Regions from separate parts of the Mus musculus genome. Here all the other regions are linked to region 1. Evidence: chromatin contacts called from public Hi-C and promoter capture Hi-C data. All regions are on one chromosome and are shown on one strand. Each heading gives the region's core, a stretch centred on a gene start, on an enhancer-like site or on the middle of the called end of the contact. The rest is flanking DNA. Distances are from core to core; before and after follow the strand shown.

What was found. A called contact is a pair of places that touch in the nucleus more often than the background predicts. Capture Hi-C pulls out chosen DNA fragments and counts their contacts.
Region 2: a contact with region 1 is called in a promoter capture Hi-C map of liver, with 2.5 times the contacts expected there. The contact joins the promoter of Tmem69 here to the promoter of Ybx1 in region 1. A contact is called at or near these places in 2 of 39 promoter capture datasets (hippocampal neurons and maxillary cranial neural crest) and 1 of 9 other capture datasets (liver).
Region 3: a contact with region 1 is called in a Hi-C map of B cells, with 7 read pairs. The contact joins the promoter of AV051173 here to the promoter of Ybx1 in region 1. A contact is called at or near these places in 1 of 39 promoter capture datasets (neutrophils) and 1 of 484 Hi-C or Micro-C datasets (B cells).

The regions. Positions count from the first base shown.
Region 1 is chr4:119,292,332-119,296,150 of GRCm38.p6, forward strand. It overlaps Ybx1 (Y box protein 1), which reads right to left and starts at 2,182. Exons shown (of 8, transcript NM_011732.2): 1 at 1,873-2,182; 2 at 1,411-1,474. The coding sequence starts at 2,032.
Region 2 is chr4:116,553,809-116,557,627 of GRCm38.p6, forward strand. It overlaps Tmem69 (transmembrane protein 69), which reads right to left and starts at 2,135. Exons shown (of 3, transcript NM_177670.4): 1 at 2,065-2,135; 2 at 960-1,095. The coding sequence starts at 1,001. It also overlaps a transcript of Gpbp1l1 not described here.
Region 3 is chr4:116,684,009-116,687,827 of GRCm38.p6, forward strand. It overlaps AV051173 (expressed sequence AV051173), which reads right to left and starts at 2,014. Exons shown (of 3, transcript NR_040442.1): 1 at 1,929-2,014; 2 at 1,637-1,830; 3 at 954-1,300. Prdx1 (peroxiredoxin 1) reads left to right here and starts at 1,591. Exons shown (of 6, transcript NM_011034.4): 1 at 1,591-1,652; 2 at 3,399-3,515. The coding sequence starts at 3,410.

The sequences.
Region 1 (3,819 bases), core at 932-3,431:
CTAGCTAGTTATAATGGACTGAGGGTTAAAATTGTCCTCTGGAAGGTGAGAGCAGACTATTCTCCGCATCACCTGGGACCATCAGGATGAACATTTTAACCCAACCAGGAATAAGGACCACTTTAAAAGCCACCAGGACGTCAACCCCACAAGCACCAAAGCCTTACATTTTTTTTTCTTTGCTCACTAGTAACCCGGGGGGGGGGGGGGGGGGGAAGGAACCCAGGACACATGGTCAGAAAGGCAAACTGCCCGTGACAGGAGAAATCCTAGAGTCTGGAAAAACAAAATGTTTCCCTCTAATTGCAACTGTAGAGAACAGTCCATTAAGTGATTGTAATCGCTTTTGCTTGAGTGTTTCCACGACTGTGTGGGGTTCATCAGTGAATGTTTTTCATCACTCCGTTATTTTAAAAGCCTATAGCTGCCCATTCACGAGCACTGTGCCACTCTGTAGCGCTCTCTTCACCATCTACTTATTTAACGCCTTCTAAGCGAGCATGTAAGAGAAAATGCTGAAATGGCGCCAAGTATCACAGCTGTACGGCCAGGATTGCTGCTGGCACTCGCGGGGCTCTACACCCATGCAACTGCACTAGCCTTGGCAGCCATCTTGAAAAAGATGCCGGGCTCACAAGGGAGCCCAGAGTGCAGGCAGCGCCTGCACTTACCACCGCCGTCTACAAACCCTTCTCTGGATCTATGAAGGTATAGTTTACAACTCTAAGCCAAATACAACGAAGGCTAAGTTCCCAAGGACTTATGGCCACTCCAGCAAGCTATAACAAAAATTGATTTGATCAGCATGATTCCCTGACAAGGAAGTAAGAGAAATAAAAAATGAGGAAGAACCATTTCCTTTCAGATACGTTACTCGTCGTTTGGACAAATAAGAAGAGCCCTCTTTGGCTACAGAAGGTCTATAGGAAAAATGTGCTCGAGGTACTAAATGGACTGAATATTCGAGTAGTCTAAACAAAGGCAACATAACCTTACAGTACAGATAACATCTCAGGCAACTGACATGTCAAATCCCGTTCCCCGAGAGGTTAACAAGGTGAAAGATCACCTGTATGTTAATTAGCGGGTCACATTCTTACATAGCAATTTCAAAGCAGAAAGGGATGTCAAGGTTAAAAGCGTGCTTAGCCTGGAGTTGCCTCAGTTTGATGCAAGGTAACTGTTAAGGCATGGCTCATGCGACGCGCCTGCCTTGACCTGCTTTGTGCCAAAGCTTTTTGAGGCTAGCTCAAGATCGGTACTTAACAGCAACACAAAGCGAGTCTACAGACCCGCTAATCCCGTCACCCAAGGAAGAAACACAGGGTCCCAATCCCCCACCCTGTCATGCCCGCGGTGGCTCTGGCCCATGCAGGAGGCGGACGCGAGCTTTCCACCCCGGCATCTCACCTGTTGATGAAACCGTATCCGTTCCTTACATTGAACCATTTGACTGTTCCCAAAACCTTCGTTGCTGGAAAACAAAGCACAACAACGTCCAATCACCGGCTGGCCCTGGAAGTCGGTCCAGGATCTAGCCGCAGGCCCGGGCCGCCGCCCTCGCCGCACACGTGGGTGCGCCGGGTAGCGCGGGTCCGAGGTGGGTGTGCGCCCGGGAGGCGAGCACGTGAGGGCCGGGGAAGCAGCCCGCGCTCCTCCGGCTGCGTAGGCGGCGGGGCGGGGACCCCAGCACGAGGCCCCGGGGCGGGTGGGCGCGGGGGAGGGGCGGCGGCGGCCGGAGCAGCGGCGGGATCCCGGTGTGCGCGCGCCGCGGGCCTCGGGGGGGAGGGGCGGCCGCGTAGTCCGTGGCTCGGGCCGCGTCGCCTAACGGTCCGGCCCGCGGCCCCATCCCCGGTCCCTTCTGGCGCTCACCGATGACCTTCTTGTCCCCGCCGGCGGGCGCCGCCGATGTGAGGCCACCCGGGCCGCCACTACCCGCGCCGCTGCCCGTGGAGCCGGGCTTGGTGTCGGCGGCGCTGAGGGCGGCGGCGGGGGCGGCGGGCGGCTGCTGGGTCTCGGCCTCGCTGCTCATGGTTGCGGTGATGGTGACTGGGGCCGGCGGCGACGGCTGCGGCTCCTCCCGGGTGTGATGGTGACTAGGCCGGCGGCGGCGGTGGGGCTCTCAGGGCTCTCTGGGGTCCGCTCTCCGCTCCCGCTACCGATCGAACTAGCGAGAATGGCGGGACGGGCGGGATAAGCCCCGCGATAGACCCGCCCTCGTCCTCCCCCATTGGTCCGCATCGTTGTCCATCTCACCACCTGACCGGGTCTCTAGCGCCTATTGGCTCACGCTCCGCGGCTCCTGCGCTCTCATTGGTATCTTTAGCGACTAATTCGCCCGACCCACAGCTTCTCAGGCCTCCGCCGCCATAGAGACCGGAACTAGAATGAGAGCCTCGGCCGTGAGCACCATAGAGTACCGGGAGGACGCGCAGAGGGAACGTTCCCAGATGGGGCTGCGCTCGTCGCGCACGTGGGCCGCGATCGCCGGGCCTACTCCGGCCTCCTAGAAGGGGCTCCTTCCCACGGCTGGGTGAACGCCGGGGCCTCCTTAATGGGTCAGGCTTTTGGTGATCCAGTCACCTTGGAGGGACCACGCAGGCGCTGGAGCTGCCACGACTCAGCGTGTTCAGGGCGGGGGTGATCGTTTCCCCCGGCGTCCGAGGAAATGTATTTCATACTGGCCACAAATCAGATTTAATTTCGCCTCACATTTATTGGATGTTAGGGTTTTTGACTTTATAAACTAAGCACTGTAGACAAGGATTGCTATCCTTGTTTTTATACACTGTAAAACACACGCTGCCTTCTTTCTGAAGCCCTCCGCCTACCTTCATTCATTCTTTATTACGCATCTACTATTGACTGGGGATTGAAGTAGTTTGCCAGTTAGTTTCTGCTTTCTGATGGTGGAATTTTAAACGCCCACCACTTCTTGGTTGGGTGAGCACAGCGTTTGGGGAGTGGGAGCAGGAAGAGTTGGGTGGTGACATTTCAGGCAAAGGTAGGTTTGTGCAAAGGCCTAGAAAAGATAGGGTCTCACGGAGACTGCAAATAAAGGAAACCAATCGAAGTAGGAATCAGAGGTGGGCAGAGGTGTTTTTAACCTGAGATTCTTCCCCTGATCACCGGTGAGCAGTGTAGCTTTCGCGGTGTAAGTAAGGAGTAGCATCGTTAAAGAAAGAAAAGGCTGCTGCTTGGAGAAGGGGCTGCAGAGAGAGAAGGGATGGGAGTGGGGGAAACAAGAGGACCTGAGATGGCTCTGTGTGTAAAGGCACTTGGCCAAACCTGAGTTCTTGCCTTCAGCTCCACATAATGGAAAGAGAAAGATAGCCTCTTCCTGTAAGCTGTAGCTTGACCTCCCCACGAGCACTGTGGCATACTCCTAGCTCCCAGTAAATAAAAGCATGAACTAGAAATACAAAAAGAACGCTAAATCCGACGGGCTGTGGTGGCGCTCGCCTTTAATTCCAGCACTTGGCAGGCAGAGGCAGGCGGATTTCTGAGTTCGAGGCCAGGCTAGTCTGCAAAGTGAGTTCAGGGACAGCCAGGAGAAACCCTGTCTCATTCCCCCCCCCACCACCACCACCACCACCAAGACCAGGGCTGGAGAGATGGCTCTGTGGAGATGGCTCTGTGGCTCTGTGGTTAGATCACTTGCAGTCCTGATGTTAAGACTGGAGTTTAGATACCCAGAATAAATGCTGAGTGGGCATGGCAGCCCTCTCTTGGGATTTCAGCCTGGATCCCCAGAACAAGCTCGCCTGCAATACTACTATCATCCAGCCTTGGGTTTGATTGAGAGACTGCCTCCATGAA
Region 2 (3,819 bases), core at 885-3,384, 2.7 Mb before region 1:
CACATATATAAAGTAATAAATTGGAGGTGGGGGGGATGGCTCAGTGATTAGGAGCACTGGCTGTTTCTCCAGAGGATCCAGGTTTGATTCCTGCCACATGTGGTGGCTTACAACCAATTGTAATTCCAGTTCCAAGGAGATCTTACACCTTCTCCTAGCTTCCACACACATCACATACAGGTGGAACACAGATATACATGTAGGCAAAACACCCATACACATTTTTAAAAAAAAGCTCTTTAAAAAATATCACTTTGAAATTAAAAGGAGCACTACTTACCAGTCATGGTGAGCCCCGAGAAGCATGCAGGGACTGAGCTCCTGCTGGTCTTTACTCCTTTTGTCTTCAGTAAGAATGCTTTTCCTTCAGCTGCCTACATGGCCATTCTTCTTTTCTAACCTCCTATTTATGTTATATAATCCTGTCTATTATTTTCTGGTAGGATTTATTCTTATTTTCATGTGTGTGGGTACCCTCAGTGGAAGCTTCAAGTCCTTTAATGATGAATTAGCAGTGGTTGTGAGCCACCCAACATGGGTGCTGGGGTCAAACTAGAGCCCTGGTCCTCTCTATTTTTTTATTTTATTTATTTATTTATTGGTTTTTCGAGACAGGGTTTCTCTGTAGCTTATTTATTGGTTTTTCGAGACAGGGTTTCTCTGTGTAGCTCTGGCTCTCCTGGAACTCACTTTGTAGACCAGGCTGGCCTCGAACTCAGAAATCCGCCTGCCTCCCGAATGCTGGGGTTAAAGGCATGTGCCACCATGCCCGGCTTCTCTCTATTCTTGATATTCCCTATTCTCTTTCCCTGATGTATAGTACTCCATAGCAGTTATTATTTGACATAGTAAATATTTTACTTATTTATAATTTGCCCATTGTTTTCCTTCCTCACTTGAATACATATTTCTATATCTGCCATAGCCAAACAGTTATTGACAAATAGTGCTCAACTAACCTTTGAAGATGCTCCAGAAACTTTCTGGATGAAGTGTAGCATTCTGGTTTCTGCTCAGGGTTTTGTCCAGGGAAAATGCAATTCCGATTCATATATTTTTATAGTTGAGGGGGATGGCTGAATTTGAAGCAACGCCCTATACATAAAACAAGATATCGCTTAATTGTATACATTTTATACATTTATAAGAAGTCGTTGCTGGGCAGTGGTAGTGCACGCCTTTAATCCCAGCACTTAGCATTGGGAGGCAGAGGCAGGCGGATCTCTGAGTTCAAGGCCAGCCTGGTCTACAGAGTGAGTTCCAGGACAGCCAGGGTTATACAGAGAAACCCTGTCTCAAAAAAAACCCAAAACAACAACAACAACAACAAAAAGTCAAGAAAATCTCTTCGATGAAACATAATTTATTTTGATTTATTTATGTATTTATTTGCCAAAGTGTCACATATTAAGGAAATACGTTTTGTGCTGTTTTTGTTTTCTGAAGAATAATTTTAGTTTTGGCTGTTTGGTTTAATAAAAAGAGCAATGTGAAACTGAACATTTGGATTTAGCAAACATCTCTACCACTTCTTAGGCACCAGTGCCTCATCTTTAAAACTGACAGTTATACCTTTTGTTCCCAATAATCATATATTCTCTTTAGTTATTGTGTACTCGGGGCTGTGGAATTTTTACACTATAAATGAGAGCAGCCACAAATATCGCTTTGTTGTGAATCAAGCAATGTAATTAAATGTTTTCCATATATTCTCCACCTTTTGGAATTCAGTAACCAGTGGAGCACGTGTTTTCTAATTTTGGAGGATTATAATCAGGCTGAAGCCCTGAGACAGAAGCTGATGTGGAGATTAAAAAACTAAAAGCCGTGGCCAACTCGCTCATTCCACGAAAAAAAAAAATGACCAAATGTTTTCATTTCGCCAACGCAACTACCACAAACTGGAAGCTCCTAGCTGACATTTTAGCGACACGAGCGGAATTTAGACACAAAAGGTCCTTAAGACGCGTGGGGTAACTATACATCTATATACCAATACCAATCCTTAGTGACCCCACCACCACCTCCTTCCCAAAGTGTACCCTTGACAACCCTGAAACGTACTTGCCACCATCACACGGCGCAAAAGTTGAACAAATTCAACCAGAAACACCGAAACAACACTTCCGGCAACTGGAATCACACAGCCCCCCCACTTCCTGAGTGCAGGAAAATGGGTCCGGATGGGAATTAACGGTAGCAAGTTCCGACTCTTCTCTTTCCGTTTTTGAATGCTTCCCTCCCTCAGTTATTTTACATTATTTTTAATGTGGATGTTCATGCATGTGCCCACTCAGGCGAGAGGCTTGGATTCCCCACAGTATAGGTGCTGGGAGCTGATCTGAGGTTCTCTGTAAGAGCAGTAAGTGCCTTTAACCACAGAGCTGAGGGCTAGTCTAAAATATTCTAATTGAAGTCAGCTTTCAGATACCTTACAAGTCTCTGTTATGGGATCTCTAACCAGTTTAACACACACACACACATATTCAGGAAGTAGAGTACAATTTCTGAAATAACCCCCAGTAACAGTAGTGGAAGAAGCTAGGAGGAGACTTGGAGTTGGCTGATTTGGCCTACGGAATTATTTTATTTTTTTAAAGGCAGGATTGCCTGGAACGCTTAACTTGCAAAACAACGTTGTTGAGTCGACTGGACACATCTTCCTCCGCATTTGAGTCCTTTATTACTACCACTGGGCGAGAAAGAGGTGTTGATTTTGTTTTTACCTTATTCTCTATTACCTAGAAATTACATTGAGGAATACAGAAGACTGGGGCCCAACATTCAGAATTCTATGAATCAAAGTGTGGCGTTAGGGGCATTGAGCTTGAAGGTCATCCAGGAAGTAACATTGTTGAATTTATCCTCTGTGTGATTTATTCTAAGTCTCCTCTCCCACCCCCAACCTGCCATCTGTCGACCAAAAGGAACAGCTACCAAGTACTTCGAGCGTTCTTGGCTCCTTGTGTAAAAAGCTGAAGACAAAAAGGAGAGTTCATTTACGTAGGGACTCCTTTTTGACTACTTCCTCCATTCTAAGCAGTAAAACTAACTTCCTGAAACATTCGTTTTTAGTGAGACGCTGTCCGCCAGTTTTATTACCTTCTCTGGCAAGGTTGTACGGTCCCTTCCTGTCGTGCAATAGCCAAGAGAGTGCTTATAGACTCTTTTGGGGGTTTATTAGCAAAGACTGGGCTGGAGCAGATTTCAACCCTCCATTCTGGCGGCTCCGTGACGCCTGCAATGCCCATGAACTACAACTCCCGGCAGGTAGTGCGCCCACACCGCCGCGCATGCTCTAGTCCGGAGGGGCGGGAGTATGTGTGTGTCTATGGCTTGCCTAGGACTGTAGTTTCCACGGCGCGCGCCTGTGAATGGAGGGGCAAAGGTGTACAGGGCTCGGAAAACACACTCTTCCGCTACTTGTTTGACAATTCTAGTAGTTGGCGAAGCATCTGGTTCACAATCGAGGTGTGAGAAGGTGAAGAAAGAATGGGTGGGGGAAGAACTGGTACAAATATATCCTCCCATATTCACGTGCTCCCAGGCCGGAGGACCCGGCTGGGAGCTTTAAAGGGGCGTGCTGAATTCGGCTGGTCCTCGCCCCAAGAGCGGCACAAGGAGAGGCGAAGGCTTTGCGGAAGGGAGAGTGGACCGACCGGCGTCGCGCCGAAGGGCGCCGGGGGCGGGGCGGGAAGTAACCGCTGCAGGAGCAGCCCAACGTTTCCAGAGCGAGCCGCGGGCGCCCGGGCGGGGTCACGAAAGCTGGAGCTCACGCCTGCGCGTGCGCCGGTGCTAGTGGGCGTGAAGGAGGCGGGC
Region 3 (3,819 bases), core at 764-3,263, 2.6 Mb before region 1:
CTTAGTTCTTACTGTGTAATAGAGATGTGAACTATCATTTCTGTTGTAACTTTTTCATCTCCCTCACTTAAAGCTCAGAACTGCTTTCAAGGCTATCTATTCAAACCAGGAAAACCAATTCCACTTAATTGCAGAGAGGATAAGCCTGTAGACTCAGATAAGCATTACTTCCTGGAAAGCTGTCCCTGACCTGAGTTTATTGATTAGTCCCTTTAACAGAGTTACCAGCTTTCATTTGTCCCTTGACTTGACCATTATGCCTAAACCTCTACGGCCTAATAAAATCTTCTAACTGTTGTGTTTCCATGTCTGCCCCATCCTTATAGCATGACTTTCTAGAGGGTAAAGTTTGGATTATATCCATCTCTGGGTTCCTAAATCACACAAAGCATGTGATATGAAATGGGAACTCTGAGCTTTGTATCTATCCGGCTTCCCCTCCCCTCCCCCAAGGTCTCTATGTTGTCCTTGCTGTCCTGGAACTTGCTATGTAGACCAGGATGGACTAAAAAACACAGAGGTTCTCTTGCCTCTACCTTCCCAGTGCTGGCCATCAAGCCTGACCCCTCTTTAACTCTCTTGACTTTTTTTTTTTTTTTTTTTTTGGAGGCAGGATTTCTCTGTGTAGCTCTGGCTTTCCTGGAACTCGCATTGAATTGAGACCAGGCTGGCCTCGAACTCAGAGCTCCATTAGTCTCTGCCTCTAGAGTGCTAAGAAGATGTGCCATCACTGCCTGGCTTGGAACAGTGACTTTTAACTCAGGAAATTGACCACAGAGCCCCAGTTTTTAAAACCACAAATCAGTTTAGTGACAGGCTGAGATTCAGAAAGATTTAAGAATAATGCAAGAAATGGGTGTGAAACAGAAAAGCAGTATCCAGTAATCAGAGACCAATGGAGGCTGCCCTCAGTGGTGAGGGTTAATGAGGACCAGACTAGAACAGGAGTTTTGTTTTTGTTCTTAACGATTTATTTCTTTTCATTTTCTGTGCATTGGTGTTTTGCTTGCATGTATGTGTGAGGGTGTTGGATCCTCTAGAACTGGATCTACACAGTTATGAGCTGCCATGTGGGTGCTGGAAATTGAGGCTGGGTCCTCTGGTAGTGCAGCCAGGGCTTATAACGGCTGAGCCAGCTTTTCCAGCCCTAGAATAGGTTTGTGAGGCTGGGGTGCGACTGAGAAATATTTGGGTGCACAGTTTCCCCTGAACGTGGTTTAATTTTAGACGTGGCCTTCCAAGAGCAGTAAAACAGACCCTTCTTCTAGTTTGGGTCTTGATTGCACAGCACACAGTGGTCCTGGGAATAAAGAGAGGCACGGATTACCCGGGTACCCCGATTAAACGAGGAAATGACTCAAAGGGCAGTGCTTTTCTACCTCTGGGAACAGCATCACTGAAAGTGTGAGCGTTTCCCCCTGGAGACCCCCTCCACTCCAGGCCCATCCAGGGAAAGCGCTGAGTCATCCCCCGTAGGCCGGCCAGGGTGGGGCGGGGCTCAGCCAGGTCCCCCTCTTCCCGCACCCCCGGCCCGTGAGAATCTCGCGAGAACTTTGTAGGCTATAAAAGCAGCTCCCCGCGCGCGCTGTCGGGCGACCTCTTCCTGCGTTCTCACGGCTCTTTCTGTTTGTGAGACCTGTGGCTCGACCCTGGTGAGTGTGCGGGTATCGCCGCTGAGAAACGCGGCTCGCGCCCATCACTGGTTCCTTCTCCCTCTGGCCGGTCCCGGCTCGTCCCGGGCGATCACGGGCTGAAGCGGCAGGGCGAGGCCTGGTCCCGCGAGTGCTGGAGCTCTACTCGCATTCTTCACGTGGCGCTTAGTTCCCGGACCTGTTGGAACCCTGAGGCTAACGTTCAGTTTCCTCCTCTCCCGCTCACCGATAGAGGGCGGAGATGGCTTGGTGGGACGAGTTTGTGCTGGAACTTACCGCGCGCACTGGGCTGTGTCGTTGTGTTTTCTGATGTGCTATAGTGGGTGATGGCGTGAGTGGTAGGAACGTAACCTCCAGCGAGCTTGGGGCGTGACCTTCTCCGGCGTTCTAGTCCGATTCCTACGGAGACTTCTCAGCGGCCGGAAGTCGCTTTTCCGGGATTGGTTGAGTTTGGAAATGCTGGGCCACGTTGCAAAGCAAGTTTGATTAAAAGATGGTTTATGTTAGGGGGCACACCAGATAGGTAGTTGCTATGCTGCAGGTGCAGCATGTCCCTGAAAAAAAACAGTTAAAAGTTTTTTAAAGTTTGCGATGAAAGATGCTTTTTTTCTTGGCGTTTCTTTTGGTTATTGGTATTATGAACCAAGAAATTTGGAACTTGGATTCCAACTTGCACTCATACTGAGAGGCGTAAATTTTCTTTTAGATTGTGGGTTTTTTTTTAATGTGTATGTCTACCTGTGTGGTAAACACCCCCCCCCCCCCGAGCTAGTTACAGGTGGTTGTGAACCCATCCTAAGTGGGTGGAGGAATCTGAACCAGGACTTTTCCGGAAAGGAGCAGTGTAGGCTCTTAAATTGTTGCGCCATCGCTGAAGCTCCTAATGTTGTACATCTTAACAATTTATTTGTCTTGGTGTTGACCTGGGTCGATAGTGCAGAAATCGGTTTCTTAGCAGTACATTGACTCTTTTTGTATTTTTCTTAGAGTATCTTGGAAATAGGTTGGCCTCTAATTTGGCTAGCCTTGAACTCCTGAATCTTAAGCTTCTACTTCCCAAGTGTTGAGATTACACATCCCAAGTTTTTTTCTTTTAAACATTTGTGTGTGTGAACCTTGTAGAAGTCGGCTTTCCATCCTTATGGGCATTCTGGAGATGGAACTACGGTCATCAGATAGCAATTACCTTAACCTGCGTAACCTCCCTCATACAGAAATTGAGACAAGTGTTCCCTCGGTTCAGTATCCTCCTCCCTCAGCATGCAGAGTGCTGGGATGATGCTCCACTGTCCCTGGGTTAAACCTAAAGAACGTTTTAAGACACGGTTACTAAATCTAGGTTGGCCTCAAACAAGTTATGCAGAGAAAACTTAAGCTTAAACAGAACACCTAAAGATCTGAAGCAATAAATGCCAGTGTCCTGGCATTGATGTGCTTGGGATTTTTGTGTCTGTTCCATTTCCTTCCCGTTTCTCCCTAATGAATATGCAGAATAAAATGCCATTGCAAAAACTGGCTTAGAAAGGGTGGGAGAGCTGACCTATTTAGACACACTGTGGAGCTGTTAGCAAGTGAAAACAAAGGCTGATTTTTCAGTCTCAATTTTACCCTGGAGTTGGAGCTTTGGGTTGGGACCCTTAACTGTGAGCCTGTGTTCTGATTGAGCTACAGTTAAGTTCCTAGGTAGGTGAAAGCTGTTGCTTATTTAGAAGAATAGGGTTTACTTTTTTTTGTTGTCTTTTCCAGCTGATAGCAAGATGTCTTCAGGAAATGCAAAAATTGGGTATCCTGCTCCCAACTTCAAAGCTACAGCTGTTATGCCAGATGGACAATTCAAAGATATCAGCCTAAGTGAATACAAAGGTAAGATTAAAGAGGCCACTTCACATGTCTTTAGGTTGAAGTGAAGTCAAGGTTAGGACAGTGATAACAAGGGTAGATATCCTAGGTATGAGTCATTTCTAGAGAAAGTATGCTTTATTATACCTTAACATTTATCTGATTACCTTTTTTAGTGGCATTTATTTATTGGGGGAATTCTTTTTTTTTTTTTTTTAAGTTTTATTTATTTATTATATATAAGTACACTGTAGCTGTCTTCAGACACTCCAGAAGAGGGAGTCAGATCTCGTTACGGATGTAGTTGCTTGCTGGGATTTGAACTCTG